3 separate regions of the Sus scrofa genome follow, and all the other regions are linked to region 1. A link is a contact called in public Hi-C and promoter capture Hi-C data. All regions are on one chromosome and are shown on one strand. Each heading gives the region's core, a stretch centred on a gene start, on an enhancer-like site or on the middle of the called end of the contact. The rest is flanking DNA. Distances are from core to core; before and after follow the strand shown.

Region 1 (4,716 bases), core at 273-2,772:
AGGGATTGGCCCTAGAAAAAAGCAAAAAGAAAAAAAGAAACCTGTATTAAAGAAATATGCCTGTTGCCACCTAGAATGAAACAATCTTGCTAACTGGGAATGCAGTGATCAAATCCGGAGGTAGCCTGGGCTTTTTTATCCGGCCAGGAGCAAGAGTTAACCAGCAGGAGAAACGAGGCATGAAGTTATGGGTGCTAAGGAGAAAGGCTGCTCCAATCTTTTTCTTTCTTTCCCTTTTGTTTTAGGAAAAAGTGTCTCAGTAACTCTCTTTTTCATCTTTCCACACAGATTGGTGGATGTGGGTGACAGGGCAGAAGAAATGACTCCTGGGGAAGCCATAGGATGGAGAAATCTGAAATGACGAGCTCTCCAGCCCACCTACCTAGGTGGACGGGACTGGCTCAGATTCTGTTATGAATCGAAATGCATCTTTGCCTGAGGTTTACCGCTGTTGAAGAGGAAGAACCATGAGTGAGACAAAGCAACGGAGGATGTTGGTTCTGACCGAACCGGCTAAGTCTGTGGGTGAGCACTGAAATGTCACCCACCCCAGAGGCCTGGCCTGGCTACCCAATGCGAGGCCCAGCCCAGGAAGGCAAGAACACAATAGACCACACACCCGCTTTTCCTCCTCAGCCCCACACCACTTCAGAGGCCTCAGCAAGCAGCCAAAAACCTGTTCCAGCTGTGGTGTCTTTCATTTAGTTTTATTTCTTCATGAAGTCGGAGGGAAACGAGCTTGGGCCCAACAGTGATGGGGCAAAGGGAGGGCCTGGGGTGGGGGTGGGGGAATGCAAATGGTGGAATATAAGGGCTAGCCTTTTAAAAAGTCGAGATCCAGAGTCTTATTATTCTAAAAGGAACACGGTCAGTGCCATTCCTCGCCATCCTTCTTTAACCCTTTCCAGCCCACCCCGAGAAGGCGAGGGCGAAAAAAGGGCTCTGGTCCAGAGGGTTTGCCCGGGCACAGATCCTCCCTGGACAAGGTTCAGCAGTGGGGAGTGGGGTGGAAGTGTGCCCCCAGCACTCAAGCGCCTTCTCTCTCTCTCTCTCTCACACACACACACACACACACACACGCCTCACCTTCTCGATCGCCTGGTCCACGGCCTTCTGGAAGACTCTGGCCACCAGCAGCGTGACGCTGGTCACCAGCAGGAGCAGGGACAGCGTCCCCACCGCGTAGAAGCAGCACCTGCCCATCCTGCGCACCGCTCACCGGCCGGGGGGCGGGTGGCGGGAGGGGAAAGGAGGGAGGAGCACCGCCGCCGCCCCCGCAGCCGCAGTAAGCAGCCGGAAGACCCGGGACCCTCGGGCGGGTGCTCGCCGCTCCCCGCTCCGCGGCTGGACGATCGCGGCCTCGATGCACCCGGCCTGCCGGCGCGGAGTGGAAGGGTCGCTTTGGTTTCGCTTTCCCCCGCCCCGGCAGCGGCGGTGGGGAGGGAGCGCGCAGGGTGGGGACGCTGGCCGGCCCGGCTCGCCGCAGCCCCGGGAGGAGACAGCGGGCAGCTGCGCCGGGAAGCGGGCGGGGCGGGGCGGGGGCTGAGCCCGCAGTCATGTGCCCCGCGGCAGCAGCTGCGATTCGGCCGGATCGACCCCGGCCGGTCCCCGCAGCGCCAGCCGCGCCCCCGCCCCCTCGCCGCAGGCCCCCGCGGTCACCCGGGAAAACCGCGTATCCTCCCGGGCTGTCCCCGCTCCTCGGTCCGGAGCTGCGGGCCTACAAAGGGCCGCGCCGGCAGATTCAGCCTGGATAGGACACTGCCGCTGCTCTAGACGAGCTCACAAGTTAACGGAGACACTGTTACAGCAGCAAAAGCGCAGTGTAACAAGTGCTTTTATGGGGTGCCTGCTGAGATCTGTGCCCGCAAGCATCTCTGCCTGGGTGACCAAGGACCCCACAACAGAACTGGGACTTGGGGGATGGGTAAGGGTTTGTCACGTGAGGGGTGTGTGCGAGGAGGGAGGCAGCATTTGGAGAAGAAACAGCTGTACGACCTTGGGGGTGAGAGAGCAAGATGGTCAGAGAAAAGAAGGAACTTCCTTTGCCCGCAGGCTCAGGTGTGCAGGTTGGGGTGGGAGGTGTGGAGGCCCCCTTGGGGTCAGACTTGGAAGCGCTCCCGTGTCCCGTAGAAGAATTGCGGCTTTATCTTACCGCAGGGAGGGGATCCGCAAGAAGCCTAAGCAGGAGGCCCGGAGGTTCTCACCTGCCTGGTTCACCGATACTACGTCCCAGGCACCGAGACTAAAAGTCCGCGCGCAGCGGGGACTCCATAAACATTAGTTGAGGGAACCCAACTATATGGCAACTATATGGCAACTATATGGCAGTCCTTGGCTAGGCGCCAACACATACCTACTTAATACCCGCAGCAGCCTTGGGGCTGTTGATCCCAGCAGCGTTAGAGAGGAGCAGGGGTGACAGGAGCACCGTTTGAAGGACACGCAGGTGTGGCTTCTGTGCAGGAGCGCGGCAAGGAAGGAAGGAAGGCTGGACAGGACGAAGTACCCAGCGCAGCTCTAAGAAAGTTCAGCAAGGCCTATGGGGGTGGTGTGGGGTGGGGGGGTGTCCTCAAGCCAAAATGGCCTGGTCCAGGAATCCAGCACCCTCCAGGAGCAGCTTCTTAGTCATGACTGGGAGCAGCCCCAGGAAACTGGCCTCTGTCCCAAGCTGGGATGAGCAACAGCAGATAGATTTTAGGGCTCAGCGGCTGTGACAGGGCTCCGGGTCAGGGCTGCTCAGCACTGCAAGGCCTGAAAAGTACATTTTCTTGGTCCCCATGGTAGTAGTATTTCCAGTTTGTACATAAGGAAGCCATGGCTCTGAGAGGTAAGTCATCTAACAAGCTCAACCAGTTGCTGAGTGGTGGATCCTGCTTAGGCCAGAATGCAGGCCTGGTAGCTCCCTCGGTTTTTCTACCCTGTGTGTTGCTGCCTCCCAGCTGCTATCAGTGAGAACCTGGGAACAGTGGGTTCAGCTGGGAGCCTCTGCTGAGGACTAGGTGAGATGCCCTATACCTTCAAAATGGGGGCGAATGGGAGTTCCTGCTGTGTGTGAGTTAAGAATCCAACTGCAGTGGCTTGGGTGGCTGTGGAGGCCCGAGTTCAGTCCCTGGCTGGAGCAGTGGGTTCAAGGATCTGGTATTGCAACTGTGACTCGGATTCAATCCCTGGCTGGGGAACATCCATATGCCACCAGTGAGGCCATTAAAAAAGGGGGTGGGTGGCAGATACGTTGACACTCCTACTATTGACAGGTGGGGTCTATACTGTTTCCCTTGAACTTGCCTTGATTTAGTGATTCCACCATATCCTGGAACTCCTGAAGATAGATCATGAATACCTTGCAGCTTCTGCCTGGGCCTCTGGAAATGATCGCCCTGAGCCAACACTAAGCCCAGCTACCCTGAGGAGGCCTCCATGCTAGAGGGAACAGGGGAGAGAATACAGCGAGATGCTCTGCCAGCCCTCTGCTGTCCCTGGCCATTTGAGTCATGGGCCCCAGACACGCTGGGGCAGGGCAGTCCCTTCCTGGCCCTGCCTGAAATGCAAAATAAAGGATTGTTGTTGTTTTTATGGCCCTAGTTTCTGGCATGTTACTTGGTTTTAGATAACTGGAGCAGACTATGAGGGCAGGCCTGAGCCTGGGACTTTGATAGTGACAACAGCTGCCCATTCCCGACTCTACCCATCTGTAGCTACCTAAGGTCTTTGAGCAGCAGCCCCAGAGAACCAGGCCTGGGTGGGGTCTGAAATGATTCAACTCTGCCAAACCGCGTGACCAGGAGGCCTGGGTGGCCCCCAGTCATTCCTCTTGCACCATCAGCAGCCTTTCCCTACGCCCGATCCTGCCGTGAGGCTGGCCTGTTCCGCCTCCATCTCTGCTTTAGGTTCCAGCTAATGGATGACGGTCCAGGGCCCCAGTTTGCTTGCGGGGCTCTGCTGGTGCAGGAACCCTCACTCGTCCTCTCCCCAGGTATGAGTGGGGTCCTCTGCAGCCCGTGGGTGTCCTCTCCTGCCTTAACTGGAAAGAAGATTTGGGAACTTGCCCAGCTGGAGTATTTGGCACCCAGTGACTCATGCTCATATTGATACCCCCCACCCCCGCCCCCATCTCCAGACAAGACCAGCTTTCCTCTTTGCTGGCCCCAGTCTTGAGGGCAAACTGCATAGCTACCCACTCAGTCCAGCCCTGGGCCACCCATCCCGGGGCACTGCTTCTCCTCATTCTTCATTCAGGTCCCTTCTTGCCTCTTGTCTGGGTCCCTAGGGGAGTAACAGACTGCGGGGATGGGGAGATGGACCCAGATTTGGTAAGCACACCTCGGTGGTGGGGGGGCCTCCGAACCAGGGTTTCCAGCTTAGTGGCTCTCAGTTTACCTTCCCTTTGAGGCTCTCTCATTCGGACAAGAGCCCTCATTTTCGCCTCGTCAGCAGTCTGTGAGCTGTTTCCCCTTTAAAACTCTGATCCAAACTGGACAAAAAGCTCTTTCTCAGTTCCCCTTAGCACAGCTGACCAGACTAGCATTTCAAAAATGGACTAAATACTAAAAGAGAACAAAAAGGACCTAAACTACAGAAAATCTAAACAGCCTTAAAACACACACACACACACACAAAAAAAAACTCATGTACGGAAAATAGCAATCTATAATCCTACAGCAATATCTTTCCTATCATCATGAACTGATGACTTTTTAGCACCTGGCCTGGCTGTCT
Region 2 (4,442 bases), core at 1,159-3,658, 550 kb before region 1:
AAAATCACTGGAAGTGGATTTGCATATAATCTCCTTTCTCTTTGGAGTCCCTTCCATGGCTGCTCTGTAATGACGTCTCTGCTCCCCTTTCAGACCCCCAACTGGGAGAAAAATTAGCCACTGTACCCTCTCTGCCTCTTCTTGACCCTGGAAGCATCGAGTAGCTCCATCTTTTCTCAGACATCAGGAGAAAGGCAAGACTATGAGGTCAAGGGGAAGTCTGGGGGCTCCACACTCATCTCCTCTGTATCAAACCGTCCATCCTTCCTAACCAGGGGGGGACTAGAGAAGAAAAACAGGTCAAATGACGGGAAGACTCAGTACACTGTTAGTGACTTACTACACTCAAAATTTAAAACAAAGCAGGGCATTTTGAAAAGGCAGGTGACTTAAAACAATTCTGCTAAAATGTCAAGGTGCTTTTTATTACCAAATAATGCATGTTAAGAGACACCCATAAGCCCCACTCCATCTCAGAGTTGTATCCCTGATAATGGGGTAGAGTGAGGTCCAGGGAGGAGGTGAGGAGAGGCTCAGGGAGGAGTGAGGCTGAGGGACTGAGTGAAGTTCTTTGCACATATTACTTGGTAATAAAAATGCTGAGCATTTATTGGTTACTTTTCTTAGGCTGCAACAAAATGCCCCATGGAAAATGGCTGAAGCAAAATGTCAAGTGTCTGGTTTTGAAGCAGAGGACAATGCTTTGTGTACAGTATTTTTGGCAGCATGATCTCCCCCACTCTCCAAGTCACCCAGGCTTATAACCCTGGCCCTAGGAAAGGAAACTGCACGGCAGCCTTTGTGATATGGGTTATCTACAATCCCACTGTACTTACAGCTGCAAAAAGAACCTCTCCTCCTCAGCATAATATTCATATATCCTTTAATATTTTCTTCATGTATCCATCAATACCACCTTTATTGGACACTGCTAAGCCACAGAGACATAAAAATGAATAAAATAGCTGTGCCCTTAATAGTCCACTTCAACAAGCATTTACTGAGAGCTTCCCACTTATTAACACCTGCAAAGTGCTAGCATATACCTATGTATCTGGATTTCAGGGAAAGCTTTCAGAAGATGCCAGAATTAGGTCTTAAGGAACTAGCAAGAGTTTCCTTGAAGAAGTGGAGGGAGGGAAGGATATATCCAGGCAGGTATCAGAAGTACACGGGGGAGGCATAAGCTAGAAAAATAGGCAAGAGTCAGAACACAACAGGCCTGTATACCAACCTAAGGAGTTTGGATTTTATCATGGTGAGAATCGGCAACAATTGGAAGATATTAAGAAGAGGACCAACATGCATAGATGTTTTGTCATTGGTAGGCTCACCCAGGCATAGACTGGAGACTGAACTGGAAGGAAGCCATGCCCTGAATGCAGACAAACTAGTTAGGAAGCTATTGCCATGATCTTGGTGAAAAATGATGAGAACATAAACTATGTCAGAGGCAGAGAGGATGGAGAGCAGGGACCTATTTGAGAAATATTCTATAAATAGAGTGACAGGACTTGACTGCAGGACATGTGTGGGTGAAACCCAGAGTTTCAGATTCCTCTCAGCTTCCTCCTTCTAGCTTAGGCAATGCTTTGGAGAGCAGTACTAAGGAGTGGGGTCGGGCACATAGAAGATGCATATTGATTTTTTTTTCTTTCTTTAAGGGAGGCTGGGGAGACCTGCAGTTGGAGGGGTGTATGAATCAATCAGCTAACTGGACCCTGCGCTTTTTAGGTTCAAGACATTTACGAGACCACTCCATAAGCATGTGTACCTGGCACTCTCATTTCGAAAGAAACAAGGCATGACGATTTGAAAAATGACATTTTTATGTTAAAAAAAAAACACTGAAAATATAGGGTTTAGAGTTAATAAAACATCATACTACTAGCTGCCAGTCTGACACTGCAGATCAATGTATTTCCTATCTTTAGATAGGTTTTCGCTTCACACCACTTGAAAAGAGCGGTGTACCTGGTGCTTAGATCCAGGAATTCCTTTTAGCGGGTTTAAGAGCAAGAGCTGAAAAATGCGCCCTCCCGTGGTAGTGGAATGAGGGGGTTCTGGCACCCTTTCTACCACCAAACAAAGCCCTGTAAAGAAATGCAATTTATGGGGATGAGAAGGCCACAATGCTGGTACCGCTACACCGCAAAACCAGAATGAACCCTCCCAGGCGTCGGGACCCCTTACCTGTCACGTCGGCCGAAGGTAAATTTCACTTTCCACTCAACAAAATACGACTCCTGATTTGACAGCCTACAGTAAACCCCACTCGGTGACAATTAAAAACCCTGCAAGCCAAAACGCGTACACTATTCGGATCCTCTCCAGCCGGCAGGGCCGGGCTCCGACCACGTGGGTGGTTGAGGCCAGCAGAAGGCACCCGCGAAGGGCGGGAGTAGGAGGCGTGTCCCTGCGGAGGGAGGCGGGCCCTGCGCAGTGGGCGGGGCTTGACGACCCCGGGCTGCGGGCCTCCGCTCGCCTACTTTCTCCCTTTGCCTTCGCCCTTCGAGCCGCCACGTAATGCCACGTCCCCGCGCATGCGCATCTCGACTGGTGGCGGCGGCTGTTTCCGGGCTTAGGGGGCTGGAGCGGCCGCCGAGCAGGAGGCGGTGGTGGCGGCGGCCGCGGAGTGCAGAGTGCGGGCTCGGAGGCCAGGCCCAGCGGAGACCAGAGGAAGTTATCTTTTTTTTCCCGAAGGGGTAGGCAGAGCCGGTGGCTGAACGGCAAGATGAATTTCCTCCGCGGGGTTATGGGGGGTCAGAGTGCCGGACCCCAGCACACAGAAGCCGAGACGGTGAGAGGAGCGACGGGTCCGGGACTTGGGAAGGGTCCGGGCAGGAACCGGGACGGAGGACTTGGGGCCCGGGAGGTCACCTCCCGCGCCCCGCTGTGGGCGGGGAGTCCACACGCCGCCTCCCCCTTTGCCGGCGTGCCTCCCCTTCCTCTGCCGAAACCCCCGAGTTATATTCCCTCACGCCCCCAGCGCAGCCACCAGCGCAGCGGCTCGGCCCTGCTGACAGCAGCTGCGCCCGAAGCTCCGCAGGCCGCTTGGTGGTGGTCCGAGGGTGATAGCGCCCGGGAAGTGATTGATCCAGGGCAGAGGTGGCCTGACCTGTCTCCCGCGCCCTCGGGCCGCGGGCCTGCCCCTCCCGTTGCGCCAGTGTCTCCACTGGCAGTGAGGAACCTAAAGTCCAGCTCTGTTCTTCGCAGTCTGATATGGGCTTTGGGGAGGACTGCAAGAAGGTTTAAAACCCAGCTGTTGACCGGAGCAAGTGGCTAAGAATAATACGATAGTTTGGGACACAAAGCCACCTGCCCCTGTCCCTTCAGCTGGAGAGACCGGTCGTTCTGCCGGGTGTTATTAGTCCGGACCCTGTTTCAGGCTCACCCAAATGCTTAGGAAACACTAGCCCGGACGTTGTAGGGATCTTTCGCGCTCAGTCCGCTTTGGGAACACATTTCCTTTCCACTCACCCCATTCAGAAGTCTGAACTCGTGATGACATGATTTGCAGCGTCTCTTTTAACAAATTGTGCGCTCCTGCACACAGTAGTTGTTAAGTTGGTTCTATTTTAGGTTTAGGAAGTTTGGTTAATGTCTGTTAGAAAAGCGTGTATATGACATTTTTTTAAAGACGCTTTTACGTTGAGGGTAATTTTAGATCTCCCCAAAAGTGACAAAGTATGACATTTTTAAGGTAAACTTTGGGTAGTGTTCATAGACATGACCTGGTCGTCTGCAAACATGTCCTGTGTTGATGGGATCCTCAGGGGTAAAATAGTAGCATTCATTTGTCAAGCTTGTGCTGGGTATTGTGCTCTTTCAAGTTTACATTCTCCTTAAGCCCCTAACCTCCCTGCTAGATGGGTGATAGTATCCTCACTTTACAACCGAAGAAATGAGGGTTAGAGAGGTGTAGTAACTTGACCCAGGTCACACTGCTAAGAACCGAGCCAAGATTCAACCAGGGTTTGCCTTGCTGGTGCCATGTTTTAAAACTTATCTAGGAATTTTAGAAATTTATACTCTTAAAGTTAACCTCACGAAATCTGAATTAGAACTGTTTAAAGTGGGAGCTGAAAGCTGGTGAATCTGTTTTCCCTCATGTGAAAATCAGGGGCTTCCACATATACACACACACGAACTGATATTCAGCTTCTCTAGTCCACCCCCACATGGCTATAGCAAAGCAATTGAGTGGCCCTGTTAGAAGACTGTGCTGGAATTCTCTTGTGGCTCAGCAGGTTGAGGACTCAGTGCTGTCATTCAGCTGCTCCGGTCCTGCTGTTGGTACAGGTTCTGTCCCTGGCCCAATTGAAGGTGGGGCCAAAAAAGAAAGAAAAGGCTATGATCTCTCCAGGTTATCATTGTCACAGCCCACCTCTTCAGCTTGTGTTCATTTGTTTTATCTGTCTGATATTTTTGTTTGAGGCACC
Region 3 (4,995 bases), core at 2,490-4,989, 730 kb before region 1:
GACAAGGGAGGAGTATTTTAATAACCTTTTCAGAGAATTATGGATACTCCTCTCTGATACTCACCAGAACTCAACTACTCAAAATTGTTTGCTGCAATGTAGAATCTGAAATTAATCAGTGAACTGTTACATTAAAATCTATTAATCTATCTTGCATTTTGGTTTTTGGTTGTTTTTTTCCTGAAAAAACATGATTTTAAGCATTCATATCTTCTTATTTCTAACTGTCAAGAGTTCTCGGTCAGACTTGAAAATATTTTAAAACAAGTCCTTGGCAACCTCCAAATTATTCTTGGTGACTTAATATCCCCCTGGCCATAATCTTGGGACCAGAGTACATGTAAAAAGTCACCTTTTATCTTGCATTTTGAATGGATCTTTTATCCCTGCTCTGGTCATTTGGAAAAAATCAGTTTACTGAGTTATGCAGACCTTCCAAATGTCCCCACCGTTGACACAGAATATCCAAAAAACATGTTTGTTAACACCACCACCCATCTTGTCAGAAAAGTCAAGTATTGATAAACTTTCAAGCTCACAGAGGTTGAGACAAGCTTTCCAAAATTCTAATTTTCACATGAAAGCTTGAATTTTATCACTGCTGATTGTTCTCCTTGTAATGACAGTCTTGCTTCCTCCTACTCAAGAAAATGTCCACCAAATACCCAAATCTGAATAACCACAGTTCAAATTAAAAAAATGTTCCACTAAAAAAGAAACTAGGTCAGTTCATAAGCCAATTGCACAAGAACGTCTCATAACAACCACCTAATTTCACTTTGCATATGTGCTTGATGAAAACACCCCATTTCAAACATACAAAAAAGACATGTATTCAATAGTTGATATTTGATACAATAATTGTAGTGCTATTATGTTATCAATAATATTCTTAAGTGAAACTGGTTTTCTTTTTTTTTTTTTTAAACTACAGGTCTAGTACACTAGTACAGTTCAGTGCCACCGCCCTGATTCATGCTAAGGTACCAGAGATTTTAATTATTAACTTCACACACACTCAAAAAGACAAATAATGTCTTAGTATTAGAAAGTACTCTTCTAATTGGCCTCAGGAATTCCCAGGGTTCCAATCAAGAAGTGACTCCTGTTTCTTAATTTTTTTTTTTTTTTTTTTTTGTCTTTTTGCTATTTCTTGGGCCGCTCCCGCGGCACAAGGAGGCTCCCAGGCTAGGGGTCGAATCGGAGCTGCAGCCACCGGCCCACGCCAGAGCCACTGCAACACGGGATCCGAGCCGCGCCTGCAACCTACACCACAGCTCACGGCAACGCCGGATCGTTAACCCACTGAGCAAGGGCAGAGACCGAACCCGCAACCTCGTGGTTCCTAGTCGGATTCGTTAACCACTGCGCCACGATGGGAACTCCCTGTTTCTTAATTTTAAGCAAGAAATTCTCTAACCACTATCTCCTCTCTTTGCAATGGATCTAGTTCCTTCCTTCTCTCTTTCTCTACACACTCACCTACCCAGAATCCCTACTCTGGTTAAATACAATTCGCTCCTACTCAACCTGCATAGGAACAGCTAAATATGGCTAAAGCAATAGCACCACTAGAGTCACTGGTGTCACTTTTAAGTCACAACCACTGACAAAAAGTGGGCTCTTACTACCATGTTCCCCTAATCAATCCCCTCCTTCTTCCAAAGTCTTAGGCCCTAATAGGACCTCGATGATGATTTCACATCTTCTCCTCGCTCTTTAAACTTCAAACACCTCTTTTTCCCCTTACACTCTGCTGATGACCTTGCTTCTTATTTAACTATGAAAACCGAAATAATAATCAAAAAAGAACATCCTCCCACAAACTCCATCGACCTACCTGTAAATGCACCTCACACTGTCTTTCCTTCTGTTACAGAATCTTACAGTCCACGTTTTTACTCAAGGCCAACTTCTCTACTGTATGTACACTGGATCACATCCTGTTTGGCTACTCAAAAACGGGGTTCCTACAATTTTCCCTCTTCCTTTCATGATAAAATGTTTTCATTTTATTGGATCATTTCTAAAAATTTACAAATATGTTGCAACATCTCGCATCTCAAGGCGGGGGGACACGATCGCACATCTTGCAGCAACCAGAGCCTCATATTTTTGCTCTCTTTTACAGCCAAACTCCAAGAATTGCCTACAAAGGCTATTTCCATTTCCATTAATCTCATCCCATATTAAATCCACTCCAATCAGGCTTTGTCCCAATCTCTCCACAGAAACTTCTCATATCAACATCACCAGTGACCTCCTTCTTGCTAAATTTAAAGGTTGATTTTCAGTTCTTATCTTACCCAAAGAGCAGCATTTGATTTAGTTGATTACTTCCTCCTTCAAACTCTACACTCCTCTCTGGTATTTAAGCAAAGAACCAAGGGGGTGTGGATAGCATTTGATACTCAGGGTCAAGTATCTTATGAATACAATGAATACTATGTATCTATGAAACACAGATGTATTTGTGCCTTTCTTGGGAAGATGAGAGGAGGAGGTCTAAAACCCCAAGGCCGAAACTCTAACACGGCATCTCAATGGAAATGGAATCTTAAGGATAGCATTCAATATCTTTACACAACCCTTGGTAAATGACCAGCCGTGAAAGAGCTTCATCCAGTGCAGTGAAGGAATGTTCACCAAACCACAGCCTACAGCAGAGGCTTTAGGTTGTCTCAAAACCTCAAACTTATTTATGAAAGAGGAACTTCTATCACTCCTATTTTATATGTAAATAGTAGTTTTCTCAAAAGTACCGAATTATTAAGGCGCAGAGCTAAGATTTGGCGGTAGGACTGTCGGACTCCAAAGCTCAAGCCTTCTAAGCAAAATCTTTAAGGAAGAAAAATTCTTGCAAGAAAAATAACTGGATGGATGTCAATTTTTCAAATTCGAAGCTGACTAGGAATTTTTCTTAAATAACAGAAGTAACAATACATGCCCATCAGACACTCTCCCATACATAATTTCCTATTTTGTGGCAATTAAATGACTGTCTTCCTATTTCACATATACGTTTTCTCTGCGGCAGGTTTAGGCATACTCACTGCCTCTAAAATGAAGCTGGCAAGCTGTAAAACTTATTTACTACAGGAGATGAAATCGTATGCCGATGCTCCGCTTGTTCGCCCTTCTTCCATTATTTCATCACACACCTGAAAGTGATCCCAGGGAAATGTCAGCACAGGCCTGAGGCTGCCGAAGTCCACTTCCAGAAGCGAAAGACTAAATAAAAAGAACCCACTAATAAAGTGACCTATGTGCAAGCCCAGGCTCTTCCCAAGCAAGAAGAGCTTTGCTTGCAAAGTACAACACAAGAGGAAAGGTGGGGCGTGTGGTCGCCTTGCCAAAAACGTTCTCTACGGCAGCAACCCAGCTAGACAAGGTGTCCTGACAACAGCCTAGCCTCAAACTTAAGCCCAAGCCGAACCGCTTTGCCCACCCCGCCCCCAGCTGGACCCGGCGGAAGCTCCTAGGGGAAGAGCCCAGTGAAGTCGTCACCTTCAGGAGGCATCCTCTGTCATAGTGCTCGCAGCCCCGCCGTCCGTGCTCCTGCCCGCGGCCGCCATCTTCCCGCGCCGAGGCCGCCATCTCTTCCACAGCCTCTCAAACTCCACGGCCCCTTCCCCCAGGATGAAAACTACGTCCAGAGACCCAGCTCTGCTCCAGCACCCCCCCTCCTGGCTGCTGCTGCCAGCAGAGCCAAGATGGCGGAGGGACACGTGACCCGGGGCAGCCGGATTTCCGGTTCCCGGGGCGACGGGGCGGAAGTGAAGGGAGACGCAATCTCGGTTATCGGTGTTAGTCGCTGCCTTCGCCGCTAACGGTAACAAATCTTAGGTTGTCTCTCCTTTTCTCCCCATTGCTGCCTGCCCACACCCTGGGCGTGGTTCGGCGTGAGGAGGACCGCAGCGGCGCGGAGACGCCCGGTGGCCCTAGAGGAAGGGCCGCTCTCCGGCTGCATCCACACCTGTGACTGGGCGGCCCCTCCCTTTCCCAGCCGCAGCCAGGGCCTCGAGAAGGGGGCGGAGCTCGGCCGGCCTCCGGGCTCGGATCTGGTCCCCACCGGAGCGCCGCTGCTGCTGGGCACCCGTACTTGCCAGCGTCTCACGCCCCACCTTTACCTCCTCTTCTCCTTTACGTCCGCTTCATTCCTTCAAAATGTGTAGTAACATTTACCAGCTACGCGGTGGGGACACACGTGAGAAAAAAACACAAGCCCTGCCATACTCTCATGGAACTCACCAGGCTGGTGGAGGAGGACTTTCATCAGAGAATGTGAAATAAATGTAGGAATGATTACAGCTTTGAGAAGGAGAAGTGTGTTTTCCGAGAGCTAATACTGGAGAGGAGCCGACATATCTGGGTGTCAAGGATGGTTTCCCGGGGGAAGCTCAGGAGTTAGTGTGCCAAGGCGTTGTAGCGGAGGGAACATGGTGCCTAAGGGGCTGTGGATGGGAAATGTACCAGCTACAAAACTGCAATCAGGCGCCTTGTGGCATAGCTAAATATGACTCGCTTTAGTAAAGAGACAAACCCCTCGAAAATTTTATGAGCAAAGTAAACGTTTTGGAAGAAAATACTTGCCTTTGGCTTTCTAACTGATTTCATGCTACCTAACTGAAACATACCAGAACATACTGGGAAAGGTGAATATGTTCCCCTTAGCTTTGAAGTTACTAACGCTTGCCCTTTTAATTTTCTTTCAGTTCTGTTATGAGTTGTTAACACCATGGTGAAATGTTGCTCAGCCATTGGATGTGCTTCTCGCTGTTTACCAAATTCCAAGTTAAAAGGACTGACATTTCACGTGTAAGATTCTGCCCTAGTTAATTATACCAAGTATGTTTTTGACTGTTAGAAAAGCAAAAGGCAGTTCTATTTTCATCTTCAATTTTGAACAGTAGTTCTCAAGTTCTTTTTAAATAACCTTTGTAGTTGAATTTGAAGTGACAGTGATAACTTCTACACTTGTGTGATTTGGTGTGG

Evidence for each region. Promoter capture Hi-C pulls out the DNA fragments that hold promoters and counts their contacts. A called contact is a pair of places that touch in the nucleus more often than the background predicts.
Region 2: a contact with region 1 is called in a Hi-C map of heart right ventricle, with 4 times the contacts expected there. The contact joins the promoter of G3BP2 here to the promoter of SCARB2 in region 1. A contact is called at or near these places in 2 of 47 Hi-C or Micro-C datasets (heart right ventricle and subcutaneous adipose tissue).
Region 3: a promoter capture Hi-C map of fetal liver shows a contact between it and region 1, with 2.2 times the contacts expected there. The contact joins the promoter of THAP6 here to the promoter of SCARB2 in region 1. A contact is called at or near these places in 1 of 5 promoter capture datasets (fetal liver) and 1 of 2 datasets of contacts at active chromatin or transcription factors (alveolar macrophages).

Annotation. Positions count from the first base shown.
Region 1 is chr8:71,908,939-71,913,654 of Sscrofa11.1, forward strand. It overlaps SCARB2 (scavenger receptor class B member 2), which reads right to left and starts at 1,523. Exons shown (of 12, transcript NM_001244155.1): 1 at 1,087-1,523. The coding sequence starts at 1,203.
Region 2 is chr8:71,361,066-71,365,507 of Sscrofa11.1, forward strand. It overlaps G3BP2 (ras GTPase-activating protein-binding protein 2), which reads right to left and starts at 2,409. Exons shown (of 13, transcript XM_005666759.3): 1 at 2,194-2,409. USO1 (general vesicular transport factor p115) reads left to right here and starts at 2,562. Exons shown (of 27, transcript XM_005666762.3): 1 at 2,562-2,800. The coding sequence starts at 2,735.
Region 3 is chr8:71,178,213-71,183,207 of Sscrofa11.1, forward strand. THAP6 (THAP domain-containing protein 6) reads left to right here and starts at 3,740. Exons shown (of 5, transcript XM_003482412.4): 1 at 3,740-3,832; 2 at 4,716-4,818. The coding sequence starts at 4,739. It overlaps RCHY1 (ring finger and CHY zinc finger domain containing 1), which reads right to left and starts at 3,597. Exons shown (of 9, transcript NM_001097490.1): 1 at 3,508-3,597. The coding sequence starts at 3,597.